3 separate regions of the Mus musculus genome follow, and regions 2 and 3 are each linked to region 1. Evidence: chromatin contacts called from public Hi-C and HiChIP or PLAC-seq data. All regions are on one chromosome and are shown on one strand. The core of a region is the stretch at or near the end of the contact, and the rest is flanking DNA. Distances in the headings are between cores, read along the strand shown.

Region 1 (2,872 bases), core at 176-2,675:
GATTCAGGTTTCTTATGTTTTGACTTAAGACTGTGAGATTAAGATCAAACTTCGGTCCTAGTGAAACTTAGCATGGTTTGTGTGGTTTCAAACTATAGTTTGTGGCCAGTTGTTATAGCAACAATGGAAAAACATTATGAATGGCAATATGAATTATCATTACCTTTTTAAATGATCATTTGAGTTAAGAAAGCAAAACGGATGAATATGTCTATTTTAAGTAAGAAGCCATTTCCTTCCCTTACATTCAACCCTAGAGATGTATCTAAAGCAGTAGTTCTCAACCTGTGGGTCGAGACTCTTTTGGCAAACTTCTATCTTCAAAATATTTACACGATGACTTATCACAGTAGCAGAATTATGAAGTGGCAATGAAAATAATCTTATCATTGGAGGGCACCACATCACGGGGAACTGTATTAAAGGTCTCAGCATTAGGGTTATTGGGAACCACTACCAGGTTCTCATTTCTTACTGCAACATCCTCAGGTCTTAAGAGGGTCCCTTGTTGCAGGTGAAGGAAGGGAACCTCAGAGAGATGGGGCACACACAAAACAATCAAAACCATCAACATTAAAATCACTTTTCTGTGCCCCCAGCATATGACCCTTGACCTCTTTCCAAGTATCCCTTGCCCACATATGCTTATGAAATCCAAGTAAAATTGAGAAGCAAATAACGACATAGTTTCCTTCTGGATACCGGAGCTCCTGTCTGTCCATGTACACACACCCATTTCCTAAGTGCATGGTTATATTACCGCAGCAAAGATGTAAACTGATACAGTCTAATTCGAGTGAATTGTTCACTTGGTAAACCTCCCTGGATTTTTTTTCAGTTACAGGTTGGACATTGGCTTCAAATTATTTTCTTGTATCATAACCTTGCCAAGGTCAGAGGTTGGTAGTTCTTTCTCCTGGATCTTGGGGTCCCATTTGCTCAGCCTCGAAACTCTACCTTCTCTCATTTCCCTCCTTTGCCCGGTTACTCTTTATTATGCAGGATCTGGTAAATGCCTCGATGTCAGTTAGGGCTCTCAAATTCACATGCAGTTAGCTGCAGCAGAACTTGCCTTGCTTTTGTGGAAGGAAGCCCAGCTTGTTTCCATTAAATTATAATCGCCATATTTAGGAGATGTCTGAGGCGTTGCGAGGCTCAGCCCAAGCTGGGTGGTATCCTTGGTGGCGGGGGTGTGCGTTTCATTCCGGGCGAAAGAGCACAGAGCTTGTTTATTTCCTGTATTTGCACAGTATGAAGAAGTTCAGTGAAGCAAGTAGTTGGGGTTGAGGTATTTGATGGAGAGGAAAGAAGAATATTTGTTTGTTTGGGCTAGGAGGCAAGTTCAAAGATGGGGACTTTTGTTCTCTGAACCCATAGCGAGCAGCTCCGGTTTCATGTCAAACATCAGGGTTTCGTGCAGGATGTAAATACTTCCTGCTGGCCAAGTCTGTTTCTATAATGGTAACCCGGTAGAGCCTGTGCTACTTGCACTGTGATTGTGCCAAGAGTTCCTGTATTCAACAAGGGAGGTGGAAAGTCAGTCTGGTTTCGCAGCTGTTTTGGGTAAAAACTGGCTCTCCTAGCAGCCCGAGAAACTCACAGTTTTGCTCCTAAGCAAACCATTCATCAGTGGCTTTCACTGCACAGCAACAGCGGTAAGGCTGTCTGGAATATAGTGTGGAAAAATTTGCCTCTGCGCATGTGTGCGTCCTGCTGGGTGTGTGTGGGTGGGATGGGGAGGGGTGGAACTGGAGAACTATAGCTCAGGACCTTCTTTTCCAGCGGGCTACTGATAAATGTAGGTCATTACTGGGTTTCACTTCCTGATTTGTTCGGCACAAGGCAAGGTGCAAATGAACAGAGCTGAAGGTTTCAGCAGTGAATCTTAGTTCCCGGATGGCTTACTGTAACTTCAAAGATGGCTTATCTTCATTTTGATTAATCTCAATATGGCTACGGTTCCTTCGGTTTGCATCCCCATCCCCCATCTCCATGTCAAGTATTTTTTGATTCATAAACAAATGCTTAGGTGTGAAGGGAAGAAGAGAAGAGACTTAAAGCATTCCTGTGGCAAAGAGAAAAATCGCTGTAAGATGTGGGGAGCCCCCGTGAATGGATCTAATTATAGAATGGCTCTCCTACCTCATCTACTCCTGCGCTGGGGGCTCCCTGACTTCCCCCCACAGTTTTCCCAATGTGCGTTCCAACAGATAGTATAGCCGTCTTTGATAAACCCAGTTTAGAGCAGGCACTGTGATCTAGATCACAAAGTTGACATAGGGAATTATGTTCTTTCCTTTGATAAAGAGTTGCCAGAAATGGCAGAAGAGACGTAAGCGATTTTCAAAGTACTTGAAAGAGAGGACATCCCACGGGCTTCCTGATTAATAAGGTGTGCTGTGCACATCTCCCCTCAAAGGAGAGATTTAAAAGGAGAATTGGGTACAGACATCACAAATAGTTTAGAGACGATAAAATTCTAAAGGCAGCCAAAGCTGTAATTTTTTAAAAAACATAACGGAAAATACCAACAGAAATGAGAAAAGCTTCAATTTCTCCCCCTCAGCATAAATTGTCCATATGCTTTGTGTTTTTAGAAGACCATGAATGGAGAGTTTCAGGTGCAGGAGGCTTCCTGGAAAAGCCAACCATTTGCTCTCTGATACAGCACTCTGTCTCCACCAAAGGCATGTCATTGCCATGCAAATGAAGACTCACAGGATTTTCTTTTCTCTCTCTCTTTTTTTAAATAAGACAGAAAAAAGAACAAAAATTTCCATCCATGACTACTTTTCAAATGGCAGTTGCTCAACATTCATTGCTGTTATTGGTGATGATCAGTCCTTTGACCCACAGTATATAGTTTTCTTGT
Region 2 (2,872 bases), core at 124-2,623, 100 kb before region 1:
TGAGGGAGAGGCTAGAGGTGACTCTGAAGCTTCTGTCTTGGTGATATTGTAGAGACAAGAACAGCCATGGCTTCAGGGGACATGGATGGAGCTGGGTATAGCTCCTAATAGATTAGGAAGATGAGTTTAAAGGTTAGAGAATGTGGCAAATCAATTTTCCACACCACAGCATAGGTAAATGATAGAGAAAAAAAAGGCAGGGTCCCCTAAAGCTCTGTGATGGAGAAGCCCAGAGTTCCATACTGGCTTCCTACTTCCAGATTTCATGGAGAGTGTCACACAGTGAGACTAGGCATACTAGCCAAGGACACCTTGCTTTTAAAGCAGAGCTGCTCTTACTATGATAGTGAACTTGACAGCATAGTAACAGTATAGACCCCATCATGAGGACAGAGGGTTCACCTGCCTACATCTTAACTCCTAAAGCGTCCATGTAAATATAGCCAGCGCATCTTCATCTCTCAGCCATCATTCCACTCATAGCCCACCTTGATCAAGCTTCTCGAATCCACATTTCCCACACTCATTTGGAGCTGCGCATCACTGCATGCCCTTGAGACTTGGTAGATGGACTTGGTAGATGAACATCCTGAGGTGGATTCCATTGATGCTCTTGCTGTTTCCAACAGCATGTATGGGCATGAGATGTGTACTACCTCTGCAGCACCTTTGGCAGAATCTCCAATGTCCAACCCTTGGCTTTCTGGTGTTGAAAGGCAGGATCAGAGACACCCTATTGTTGGAAGAAGATGTACAAAGCTGGCATAGTCATGGCAGAGCTGACAGCCACCCCTTCTGTTGTCTTCTTACAAGGATGGAATGGACTTCACACTGTCAATCTGGAAATAATTACTGGAAACTCGATAGTCAAACCTCATCCTTCCCCATTACACAAATCACAAAACATCAAATATCACTCCAAGTTCCCCATTTAGAAGGGCTACCATTACTATATAATCTTAACCAAATTGCTTATGATAGAGAGGAACACACACACACACACACACAGAGACAGAGACAGAGAGAAATTCATGCATTTATAGGAATTGTTGAAATAATGCTGTTTTCATGAAGCCATTGCTTTTGCTTGGCTTGTGTGTTTGCTTGGGGCTGACAATATGCCAGTCATCTCAACCGTAGCTCATGGAGGGCATGGCCTTGTCTTACACACTTTTGAGTGTCCTGTGTGTGGAACAGTGGTTTACACCTGGTGCTGTTTTGTGTATTTATTCGATTTGCTTGAATTAATTGAATTGCTTAAACAATCTGTCCTGTGTCTAACAGTGTCAGATAGCACAGTTGGCAGCTCCCTAATGCCGGTGGTAAGTCGCCTATGCTGTTAGTACCCAAAGTGCTTTGATCTTAAGTTTCTGCCTAATTCTCAAATGCACACCATCTGGCTTCAGTGACTCATGGAAATTTAATGTCTTGAGTTGTATTCAGCACCTGTTGTTTCATTTTTCTTTCTGTTTTTTTTTCCTTCCTGGTGAATCATATTTGCTTTCAATGAAAAAGCAAGTTCTTTAGTGAGAATGCCACATTTATCCTGTTGGTGATGATCATTATCACTGAGTGACAGAGGACAGCCATCCAACTTCTGCTGATCTGCAATGATCTTCATCTCCTCCCTGACACGTTGACTCCAGTTCCTCCCCTACATCCGGACAGGTGTCTCTTTAAGTCTTTGTATTGTTCTTACAAGCCATTATTCTGCTCTGGGTTTACCTGAATAGATGGTATTCTTCCTGGTAAGGTCGGGTGATCCTCTATAGGTGTGAGGGATCCTCTTGTGCTTCAGTGATATTCTATCTGTTACCCTATGCCAGTATTGTTAATTACTGCCTCTGTATGTTCTCTCTCTTATGAACATTTAAGGATTTTTCTTGTTTTTGAGATCATACCTCATGTAACCCAGGGTTGCTTTGAATGTGCTGTGGAGCCAAGAACTACCTTAAACACCTTTTCCTTCTGCCTCTACCTCCCAAATGCTAGGATTAGAGGCATGAGCAATCCACTATACCCATTTGCAATTTCAATGCTTTCTCTGGAATGGTACAGGAAACAGTTTTCTATTTACATGGATACAACAGAAACAGAATACATGAGAAAGAGACACAGGCGTTGCTCCCTGTGCCTGTCAGGATGCTTTTGCCATCAGCACCAGGTACCCAACTCAAACTTGACAAATAGTAAAGAGGGCTAGCACAGTGAGGGAGCATTCTCTAATTCAGCATTTGAGATGCTAAAGCTGGAGGGCAGCTTGGGCTACACAATCAAGGGCAGCCTGGGCTACACAGTGAACCTCAGGTCAACCTGGGCTACAGAGTATGAGGGTATATTTGTTCACCAACCTGGCAGTAATGACATAATAATTCCCTAGACTTGTGTGTGTGTGTGTGTGTGTGTGTGTGTGTGTGTGTGTGTGTGTGTATTTTATGGCTTGCTTCATTTGTCTCAGCATTTCCATTCCTTGGCTTGCCTTCCTATGGTTCCACGACAGCTGTCAATTACACTCTGGCTTGCTATAGATGTAGTCAATATTTCTAAGCCATGTTGTAGTTGGGTCTCTCTCAGAGGTGTACATACATTTCTGAGCTGTCCTTTATGAGCATCTTACAGGGGGTGGATTTAAACGACTGCTGGGAAAAAAAGGCTGACTCTTCTACTTATAACTAAGTCTTCTGTAGTCTGCGCTCTATGCCCACAGACCAACCAAGGTACAATTCCCAATCTTGTTAGTATCAAACTTACTTCATGTTCTGTTATAGTTATATCGTGCTTATCCCTGTTCTTTGTCAACGATAACAAGATGAGGACAAGTTACCTTTTATACCTGTTACTAATTTTCACGACAAGCTATGAGAGACAATTG
Region 3 (2,872 bases), core at 105-2,604, 83 kb after region 1:
GGAAAGAGAGGCCCATTGGACACACAAACTTTATATGCCCCAGTACAGGGGAACGCCAGGGCCAAAAAGGGGGAGTGGGTGGGTAGGGAAGTGGGAGGGGTATGGGGGACTTTTGGGATAGCATTGGAAATGTAATTGAGGAAAATATGTAATAAATAAAAAAAAAAAAAGAAGGAGGAACTTTATATGAACCTGCACCAAGAGGGCCTAGTGTTCTTGCTGAAACTGACATAGTTGATGCTGTACTTAAGAGGCCCACTGGTAACTCCACTGTGACCTCAGCATCTTGCTTTGTAAAGTGATGAAATCTCAGACTAGACAACAACGTTTACATTTTGGTCAAGCAATCCAAACTTCTGTCCTCCATCTTCTGCACTGGTTGGAACTGTTCCAGGGATGTTTATATGAGAAGTGAGAACTGACTGTGAGCAAAACAGAAACAGATACATGCCTCATAAAAGGAACTGGGTTCCTGATCTACAAGTTTGTTAAAGTGGAAATATGCTTTACCTTGTTGAAAAATGAAGTAATATCAGAAATCATAAATTACTTCATGGGATATTTTGAGATAAATATTATTTTCAGTATTTAATTCTTATAGGTAAATACCTTCCATGTCGATTCTAAAATACATAAGTAATTTATGACAGTTATTTCACCAGTGCCTTGATTTAATTTTATTTTTCCATATTTTGTACCTGTTGAGTACACTTACATACCAATATACATGTGGTCTTAAACTAATTGTCATAGGAATAATCAAATTTATTAGAATATATGATGAAAACAAAAATCTTTTCTATAGAGAGAAGACACTTTCAGTTTCCATCTGGGTCACACATTTAGCATGTAAATGACAAGTGTCTTGAGTACTCGTTTTGACATTATCTTTGTGTGTATATTATCCCTTCTGGATCTACAGGAAACTCATGCATAAAAATTCTCTGCAGGGAGGTAGGGGTACCATTCGTTGGAAGGAGATAAATAAACAAATAGCTTTCCCCACTGCATTGAAGTGCTTGTTTCCCCCAAGAAGACCTGTTGTTTGAAGGCCAACCCTGTTCCTAAATCCAGAAACAGGAAATACTAACGTGTTCTTGCACATTCGAATGGCCCGTCTGGCAGGAAAGCAGATAGAATTGTGAACTTTTTTTTTTTTTTAAAGAGACATTGGCTACCCTCTCCCCCTCCATTTCTCAGCCTCACCCCCTTTCAACCAAGGCCACTACATGCTGAACAAGCACCCAAAACAACCAATAAATGAAAGGAAACTCACAGGTCACTCTGGGTCGTTATTTTCACATACCTTTGAATAATGAGAGCATCACATGTCAGCTAGAGGAGAACAAAATGTCACATTCTCCAGCTAAAGGTCAGCCTCGGTCATAGGTCACAGAAGGGAGGCCAGGAAATAACCTAAGAGGTTAGGCTGGGTGCACAAAGAAAGGTCACCAAATGTCAATGAAAGCATGCAGCTGTTGGGAGATGAAACAACTGAGTCACCCTTTTGTGCTGACATCGACTAGAAAAAATGTCTCTGCTGACATTTTTCATTCGTTTTTTTTTTCTTTTTCTACTTTCTTTCTTTCTTTCCTTCTTTCTTTCTTTTTCCTTTTTTTTCTTTTTTAGCTTGCTGTTTTATAAGACAGAGACACCAATGTACCCAACCCCAAATTAGCCTTTTTAAAAAGCAACAGTTTAGAACTTAAGTGCAGCAGTTTCCAAAGACTCAAAACTATGGCATTTTTTTAATCTCAAATGATTATGATACACAGCAATGGGCCTGTAATAGCAATTTTAGATTTCATCTGAGCTCATGTGTTAGCAATGAGGCCTCAGGATAGCTAGGGATCAGTCACTAGTGTCTTCATACCATTAAGAACTATGATTACTCCTTTCACTAGGAGATACTCAGATTCTCTGCCTTTTACAGGGACTGAAGACATGAATTATCCTGCATTGTACTTGACCTAGCTTTTGGGAGTTTTTGATCTAGTTTAAAAAAAAAAAAAGTATTCACAGAGGCAAGAAAAAGAGCATGTGGACTTAAGTCTCATTTTAAAGGAATTTTAGGAAAACACTGGTAGACTATATCTAAGTATCAAGCCTGCTTTCAGATCAATCGCTCCTTGTTAAATGTCAGCGCTAATAGAAACCCTGCTTCATGACCTTTCTCTTGGTGGCGGCGATGGTGTCCCTAAGTGAGTACAGTCACCGAGCTCAACAGGAAGGAAGCTCAGGCACTGGAGATTATTGAGACACTTGGCTTACACACAGTTCTTTAGCAGCTCTGCTTTTCTGGGGTCTGTTTTATACACACACTTGATATGGCTGAAGGAACCATTTCCAGACAATGCCAGAACCTTCTGCTTCTACAGCATCTTCTACTTATCCCCAGACAGGAGACCACATTTCACAGCAAGATATCTTCCTCTGGCTTCCCTAAAGTGGCCTCAGTTTACATCGTAGGCAGGTCCAGGTTTTATGAGCCAATTACATCATTTTCATGTCACTGTGTCAATTCTATATGATACGAAGAAAGAACATTTTCATTTGTACAATAAAAATAATGAAAATATAAAAGGACATTAATAGATAATTATGCATACATGAATGTTTATATGTTCCTAAGTAGCTTCGGGTGAGCTATAGAATCCTCACAGACTCATGACACTGTTACACTAATTGTTCTCGTGTAAATGAGTTAACTTGTGCATAAAGAACATAGCTAACATTCCCCAATTACCTGTGAAGCTGAGCTTTGAAGTCATAAGGGTAATTGCAGACCTGTACTCGATGCCAAAAAGTCTAGATTTAGCTGTGGGAGGCTTGGGGCATGAGGAAGGTGAGTGTGAAGATTCAGTGCCAATCC

The links. A called contact is a pair of places that touch in the nucleus more often than the background predicts. HiChIP or PLAC-seq counts read pairs in DNA pulled down with a chosen protein or histone mark.
Region 2: a BATF HiChIP or PLAC-seq map of CD8 T cells shows a contact between it and region 1, with 16 read pairs. The contact joins two enhancer-like sites. A contact is called at or near these places in 1 of 15 datasets of contacts at CTCF or cohesin (CD8 T cells), 6 of 484 Hi-C or Micro-C datasets (DN3 thymocytes, the G1E-ER4 cell line, Th1 cells and 3 more) and 1 of 115 datasets of contacts at active chromatin or transcription factors (CD8 T cells).
Region 3: a contact with region 1 is called in a Hi-C map of Th2 cells, with 2.1 times the contacts expected there. The contact joins two enhancer-like sites. A contact is called at or near these places in 1 of 15 datasets of contacts at CTCF or cohesin (CD8 T cells), 15 of 484 Hi-C or Micro-C datasets (CD4 T cells, CD8 T cells, Th1 cells and 7 more), 2 of 115 datasets of contacts at active chromatin or transcription factors (CD8 T cells and thymic regulatory T cells) and 1 of 9 other capture datasets (embryonic stem cells).

What each region holds. Positions count from the first base shown.
Region 1 is chr16:76,678,991-76,681,862 of GRCm38.p6, forward strand. No RefSeq gene overlaps it. Among named protein-coding and RNA genes, the nearest start is that of Gm30790, 99 kb to the right of the region's middle. Within about 2 kb of position 1,426, at least 120 of the 459 cell types and tissues checked have an H3K27ac peak or open chromatin away from gene starts, as enhancers often do. A contact at or near this core is called in CD8 T cells, Th1 cells, Th17 cells and 5 more, where this site is marked.
Region 2 is chr16:76,574,093-76,576,964 of GRCm38.p6, forward strand. No RefSeq gene overlaps it. Among named protein-coding and RNA genes, the nearest start is that of Gm30726, 27 kb to the left of the region's middle. Within about 2 kb of position 1,374, at least 19 of the 459 cell types and tissues checked have an H3K27ac peak or open chromatin away from gene starts, as enhancers often do. A contact at or near this core is called in CD8 T cells, where this site is marked.
Region 3 is chr16:76,761,702-76,764,573 of GRCm38.p6, forward strand. The region is part of intron 1 of Gm30790 (predicted gene, 30790); the gene reads right to left. Among named protein-coding and RNA genes, the nearest start is that of Gm30790, 16 kb to the right of the region's middle. Within about 2 kb of position 1,355, at least 41 of the 459 cell types and tissues checked have an H3K27ac peak or open chromatin away from gene starts, as enhancers often do. A contact at or near this core is called in CD8 T cells, Th1 cells, Th17 cells and 5 more, where this site is marked.